2 separate regions of the Zea mays genome follow, and region 2 is linked to region 1. The links are chromatin contacts, called in public Hi-C maps. All regions are on one chromosome and are shown on one strand. Each heading gives the region's core, a stretch centred on a gene start, on an enhancer-like site or on the middle of the called end of the contact. The rest is flanking DNA. Distances are from core to core; before and after follow the strand shown.

What was found. Hi-C and Micro-C count contacts between places; a contact is called where the count stands out from the background.
Region 2: a contact with region 1 is called in a Hi-C map of tassel, with 2.2 times the contacts expected there. The contact joins the promoter of LOC107403146 here to the promoter of LOC542421 in region 1. A contact is called at or near these places in 3 of 25 Hi-C or Micro-C datasets (bundle sheath, ear and tassel).

What each region holds. Positions count from the first base shown.
Region 1 is chr10:115,007,270-115,009,969 of Zm-B73-REFERENCE-NAM-5.0, reverse strand. LOC542421 (calnexin homolog) reads left to right here and starts at 1,251. Exons shown (of 6, transcript NM_001308610.1): 1 at 1,251-1,481; 2 at 1,584-1,653; 3 at 2,662-2,700. The coding sequence starts at 1,410.
Region 2 is chr10:115,361,324-115,364,202 of Zm-B73-REFERENCE-NAM-5.0, reverse strand. It overlaps LOC107403146, which reads left to right and starts at 1,327. Exons shown (of 2, transcript NM_001321406.1): 1 at 1,327-1,590; 2 at 1,718-2,656. The coding sequence starts at 1,390. The coding sequence ends at 2,233.

The DNA of each region.
Region 1 (2,700 bases), core at 2-2,501:
ATTGGAATGGATTGAGATGGATTTTGACTAGTTATGGATTTAAACTGACTCAATACCACCAAATCCACATGGATTAACGGTGAAACGAACAAGCCCTAATATTTTTCTCCACTTCTGGAATCCTATACACACACTAGCCAGTTGCCCGTGCTTTGCTACGGTTGTTATATATTATATAAATAGTATTGAGATATTTATTTGAATATAATTATTGTTTATTTCTAAACACTAAGGTACATGTGGACGGGTGGTTAGCCTCAAATTTCTAGAGCAGAGGTGTTCGAGTACTCACTCTGCACTATTTTTTTTGCGCGGTGTGGTAGCTGCACGGGCGAGATCGAACGTGGGGCGGGCCTAGATTGTTAGTGCGGGGTGACGCTGTGGTAGTACCAGGTGCCCACATTTGCCATAGGAGTGCGACGAGAGGTTGTGGCAGCTGAGGGTACGATCTTTGAACCTTTGAACGTGCCTTGTGGCAGCTGAGGGTACGATCTTCCTCAGATGCTAACACTATTTATTTTATTTAGTGTTCCAAAGTATTTAGAATACATTAAATTAGGTTGATATTAAATTACTAAAATTTAGCACCATGATGTCTACAAAATGTTTTTAATATAGATATATGAATTCTAATGAGACCCGTCTGCATCGTTCAGATCCTTTGAATTGAATTCTATTTTAATAATCGTAATTTAGATATAAAATAATTAAGCTAATATAATTTTATATATAATATATTTGTATGCTACTGTTGGTTATATGAGAGAGATATTTATGTGCTATATTTTTATTATAGAAGAGCGAGACGAAGATCATGTTCATGTCTGTCCCTCACCTTAAAATTTTGAAATAATCTTATATCTGAATTTTAAAATGTTGTGGAATATCAAAATTTAAACTAAATGATCTACTATATTAAATAGATTCTAAATCCTCTAAGGTAAACATATCCAAATTTCGAACTTTAACGACGGCTCTGGCTTAATGGAAAAAAGACTCAATTTTTATAGGCACTCCTTATTTTGGGATGGAGATGCTATACCCCACTTGGACCCGCTGTCCGGATAGGCGGATACCACCGTTCTGCGTGTGCTTGGGGCGGGTGACATGGCGTCCTACAAGACCAAGGCGTCACGACTCAGACGTGGCAGCGTGCAATTGGTCAGTACCACATTCGGCAGCCTCCGATTGGCCGAAACAAGTCACACAACGGCCTTTTCCTCGCAACTGTCGGCCCTGCTACTCAGATCGATCGATCTCCACCGTTCCTTCTCCCCTCTCCTAATGTCAGCCGTGCAGCCTCTCCACTGCGCCCACTTCTTATACTCCCACCTTCTGCTCCCTCTCACGGACGCTTCGCTCTAGTCGGAAGGTTTCGAGGAACTCCCGGGCTCGAGGAGATCGGGACGATGATGGGAGGGCGCGCTCTGCTGCTGCTCCTGGTCTCGGCGCTGCTCGTTCAGATCCGCGCCTCTGACCCGGTAATCTAAGCGAGCCTGTGGCGATCTTGCTATTCTGTTTGTTTTTCCCGGAATTTTGTGGGTGAGATTTGTGAGGGTCTCTCCCGGTGGCGTTGTTTGCAGCTGCTGTACGAGCCGTTCGATGAGGACTTCGAGGGAAGATGGATCGTCTCCAAGAAGGATGAATACCAAGGTATGCGCGCGCATCTATTTCTCGCGATCGTTATGGTTTCGCTAGATCTGTTTAGATCCGTGGGTTCAGTAGGATTGTGAGAGCTTGTTCGGTCGAGATCGTAGTTTCCGGTGTTTAAATTGAGAGATAGCTGTGCAGTTACTCATGAGATCCACGATTGGTACTGTCAGATATGTATGTGCTTTAGTTCTATCGGATGTGCTTCGCTAGCAGCACCCGCTCTAGACACAGAGATGTGCCTAGCCTTCACGTTCCAACGTACTATGCAATCGGATGTGCCGACACATGTTACAATGGTTTGTACCTGTTAGGAATGAAGGGTCATTGAAGTGTCTGGTCTCTCTGTGTGTGCGCTCATTGCTGATATGAATGGTTCATGTTTCTGGAACTTCCAAAACGTACTGATACTTTGATAATCGAAAGTATCCTCACCAATTCATGACTGGAGGGAGTAACTTGTACGAGAATATAGCATGAGACATCAGTAGAAATTTTGGATAATGTTATTTGTATGCATGTGCTAATGAACTAGGTTATTCAAAAAAGAATAAAATTGTCAGTATGTTCAGTTTGCTAGTGGTATCTTATATTCCTGTAATCCTGTGCCGCATTAAACATACTTCATATGAAGTAAGCTTGCAATCCTAAGTTTTATGAGGTGCCTGTTAGTTTTTTCTCATTTGCTATTTATCTGTGAACACTGTTGTCAAGTTCAATATGAATCTATAGTTCTATACAGCCTTTGTACACTAAACACGGCCATTGTTTGACTATTTGTTAGTCAAATTTTGCAAAGTTACATTTTCTGAAACAGCATGTTCTATACCTTTGTGTATGGAGGGAGTAGTATCTTGGTACTGTAATGCCACTTCAAACAGTATTTCTATATGCAATCGTTATTTTAAACTAGTTACCTGCCACTGTTTGAATGTTGTTGTTACTAGTCCTTTCTGTTTCATTTTTCTTTGTCTATTTCATAGCTTAATGCCTACATACTCTGGTTTGTAGGTGTATGGAAGCATGCCAAGAGTGATGGGCATGAGGACT
Region 2 (2,879 bases), core at 78-2,577, 350 kb before region 1:
GCCATCTATATACGGAGGTCTGCGCCGAGGGGTGCAGCAGGTTAATTTAAAAGAAATGCGAGTGAGTTATTTGTAAAAATATGATGCAGGACTAAAAATATGATGCAGGACGACTGTTGAAACTGATGTTTTAATATTGTAGAGATAAACAACCGCTTAGACCTAAATAAGTCTTAAACTTTAGAAATTTTAAAATACATTTTATGATTTTAGAGATCAATATGACACTGTATCTGGCGATCCGGTCCTACATTCATATCGACTGACAAATCTGGTTTGTATAGCTATTGTTGTTGTCTTGTTGACTTTCCAGCGCCTAATTTTGTTATTATCTGGCGCACTTCTCGCACGGTGCGTTGAAACTGCAACAGCGCGTCGTCCATCCACTGTTTGGACTGCATCGCATGCCATGTTTCTCGTCCTTCGAGGGTGAAGTTTACGGCCGACCGGCCGGTGCTGGGATCGATCGGATTCTCAGAGGGCTAGCCGCCGTCTCCGACGGCCAACTGCCAAGACTTTGACTGGCCGGCGCGCGCCACAGCAGTTGCAATCGTTTTTACTAGTGGCATGGACACGGTTGCCCTAGTCGCTAGCTATCTGATCCAGAACAAAGCACAAAAGCCACGGCGCCATGCACTAGCTAGACGATTGAACTGGCCATGGCCATGAAACATGGAGTGGCCGGCCCATCCATCCGTGGTATCGGTCCAGCTAGCCAGCCAGTCCGGGGAACGTCCACCGCCCAACATCACAGTCATCGTCTTCACACCCATGGCTATTGTCCTGTATCTCTATTCACGATGCTTGCAGCTAGCTAGGGCCTAGGGCTAAGCTCACACAGTAAAAAAGGGCGTCCACGGCTCCACGCCCAATGCCCCCACACGCCCGGCCAGGCCGGTCGAAAGCGATCCGCTTTCGTCGCGCCTCGAACGCATCCGCGGCGCCTACGTGTGTTTTTGTTGGCACCGCTCAGTCTTCCCCCCACCCAAGCCTGCCGGAGTGGCATGGCTGAGCCGAGCGTGGCAGTATATATATAACCAGCTCTACCCTGCCCTGCCCTGCCCAGTGCCCACCCATTCCCAGTTCTTCCACTGGCCCTTCCCACCCGACCCCTTCCCCAGTCCTTGCTTTGCGTCTGCCATGGCCGTGCAGGCGCGGCACTTCTCGCACGACCTAGCCCCGGCGGCGGGCGGCTCCCTGTTCTTGGACGAGTACGCCGGGTGCGTGCCGGCACCGGCCCGGATCGGGGACGACACGACGGTGCTCAGCGACTTCCCGCGCAGCGAGCTCGCCTGGTGCAACTACGGCTTCCTGCCGAGGAAGCGGCCGCGCCTTGAGGCGGCAGCGCCAGCAGCGGGCGGTGATCTCTTGCAAGATCAGCGCGTTGGTATGCCTCCGGCGGGCACGGAGCGCCTGCTGCCAGTGCCACCGCTCGTCGACGCGCGGAGCCGGGCGGTGGGCTCCGGCGCGGCGACGTCCACTAGCGGGAGAGTGGTGGCAGTTGGCGCGGCGACCGTCGTCTCGCGGGACATCCCGTCGTCGTGGACGCACCACCACGGCATGGAGATCGACGCGCTCGTTAGACTCGAGGTACGGCCTGAATTAGTGATTTAACCGGAATCGGCTTCGTCGTCAGACTCAGACGATAGATGGGAGTGGGACGCATGGTCGTCCGATGGTGTCGTCTGATCTGTGGACTGTGGTATATGTTGTGCAGGCGGAGAGGATGCGCGCGGCGCTGCAGGAGGCGCGGCGGAGGCACGGCCGCGCGCTGCTGGCCGCCGTGGGCCGCGCTGCGTCGGGGCGGCTGCGCGCGTCGGAGACAGGCCTGGAGCGCGCGCTCCACCGCAACGCGGAGCTCGAGGAGAAGGCCCGCCAAGCGGGCGCCGAGTGCCAGGCGTGGGTGGGCGTGGCCAGGAGCCACGAGGCCGTCGCCGCGGGCCTCCGCGCCACGCTGGACCAGCTGCGGCCCCGCGGTGCGGCCGTCTGCGTCTGCGAGGCCGAGGCCGAGGACGCGCGGTCGTGTTGCTTCGGCGAGGCGCCGGCCGCGCACGCCAACGGCGCGTCCATGCCCAAGCTGGCGTGCAAGTCGTGTGGCAGCGGCGGAGCGTGCGTGCTGCTGCTGCCGTGCCGGCACCTGTGCCTGTGCCGCGTGTGCGACGAGGCCGGCGTGGACGCGTGCCCCGTCTGCGCGACCACCAGGAACGGCTCGCTCCACGTCCTCTTCTCCTGAACTGGAGGACTTCTTGCCATGGCGGGAGACGAGGCTTCCCTGTTTCGCTGCCAGAGCGCGGTACATGCGACGCGAATGCGGCGCTTCAGCTAGTGCCACACGGCGATGCTGGGAAGGAGATTCTGCGGCCAAAGTGCAATGGCACGAAATGTCCTAGCGAATCGTGCGAGGGTACTCTGCCGAAGTCAGCGCTCACCACTGCCTTCTTAGATACTGAATCAACGGCGTAAATATACAGTACATGTTCAAAGCACAGTTGGTGAAGAACTGAAGATTGGCAAGCGTTTAATCAGGTCCTGAATCGTTGACGGACTATAGTTTCACTTTCACTATGGTGGCGGTTACCGGTAAAACTCTAATCTGATAGCGCTGCACCGTGGCATATGTACCGACTACCCCGAGAAGTAGGAGGAGGTTCGTCGATGATCGCTAATGCGCGGCCATTTCTTCTATCATGTTCCCAGCCAAATAGAGGCAGCTCCTCGCGCGAAAACCATGGAACATATATGCTCTCGCTCACAAGGACTGAGCGGACAAGACATGACAAGTTTTTCTGAGCCTGGTCAATCTAAAAATGTTTACCTAGCAAATTATATTGTTCTTTCTTCAGTTATAGAAAACGTTTGGCTCGATCGTCCGGCCAGCT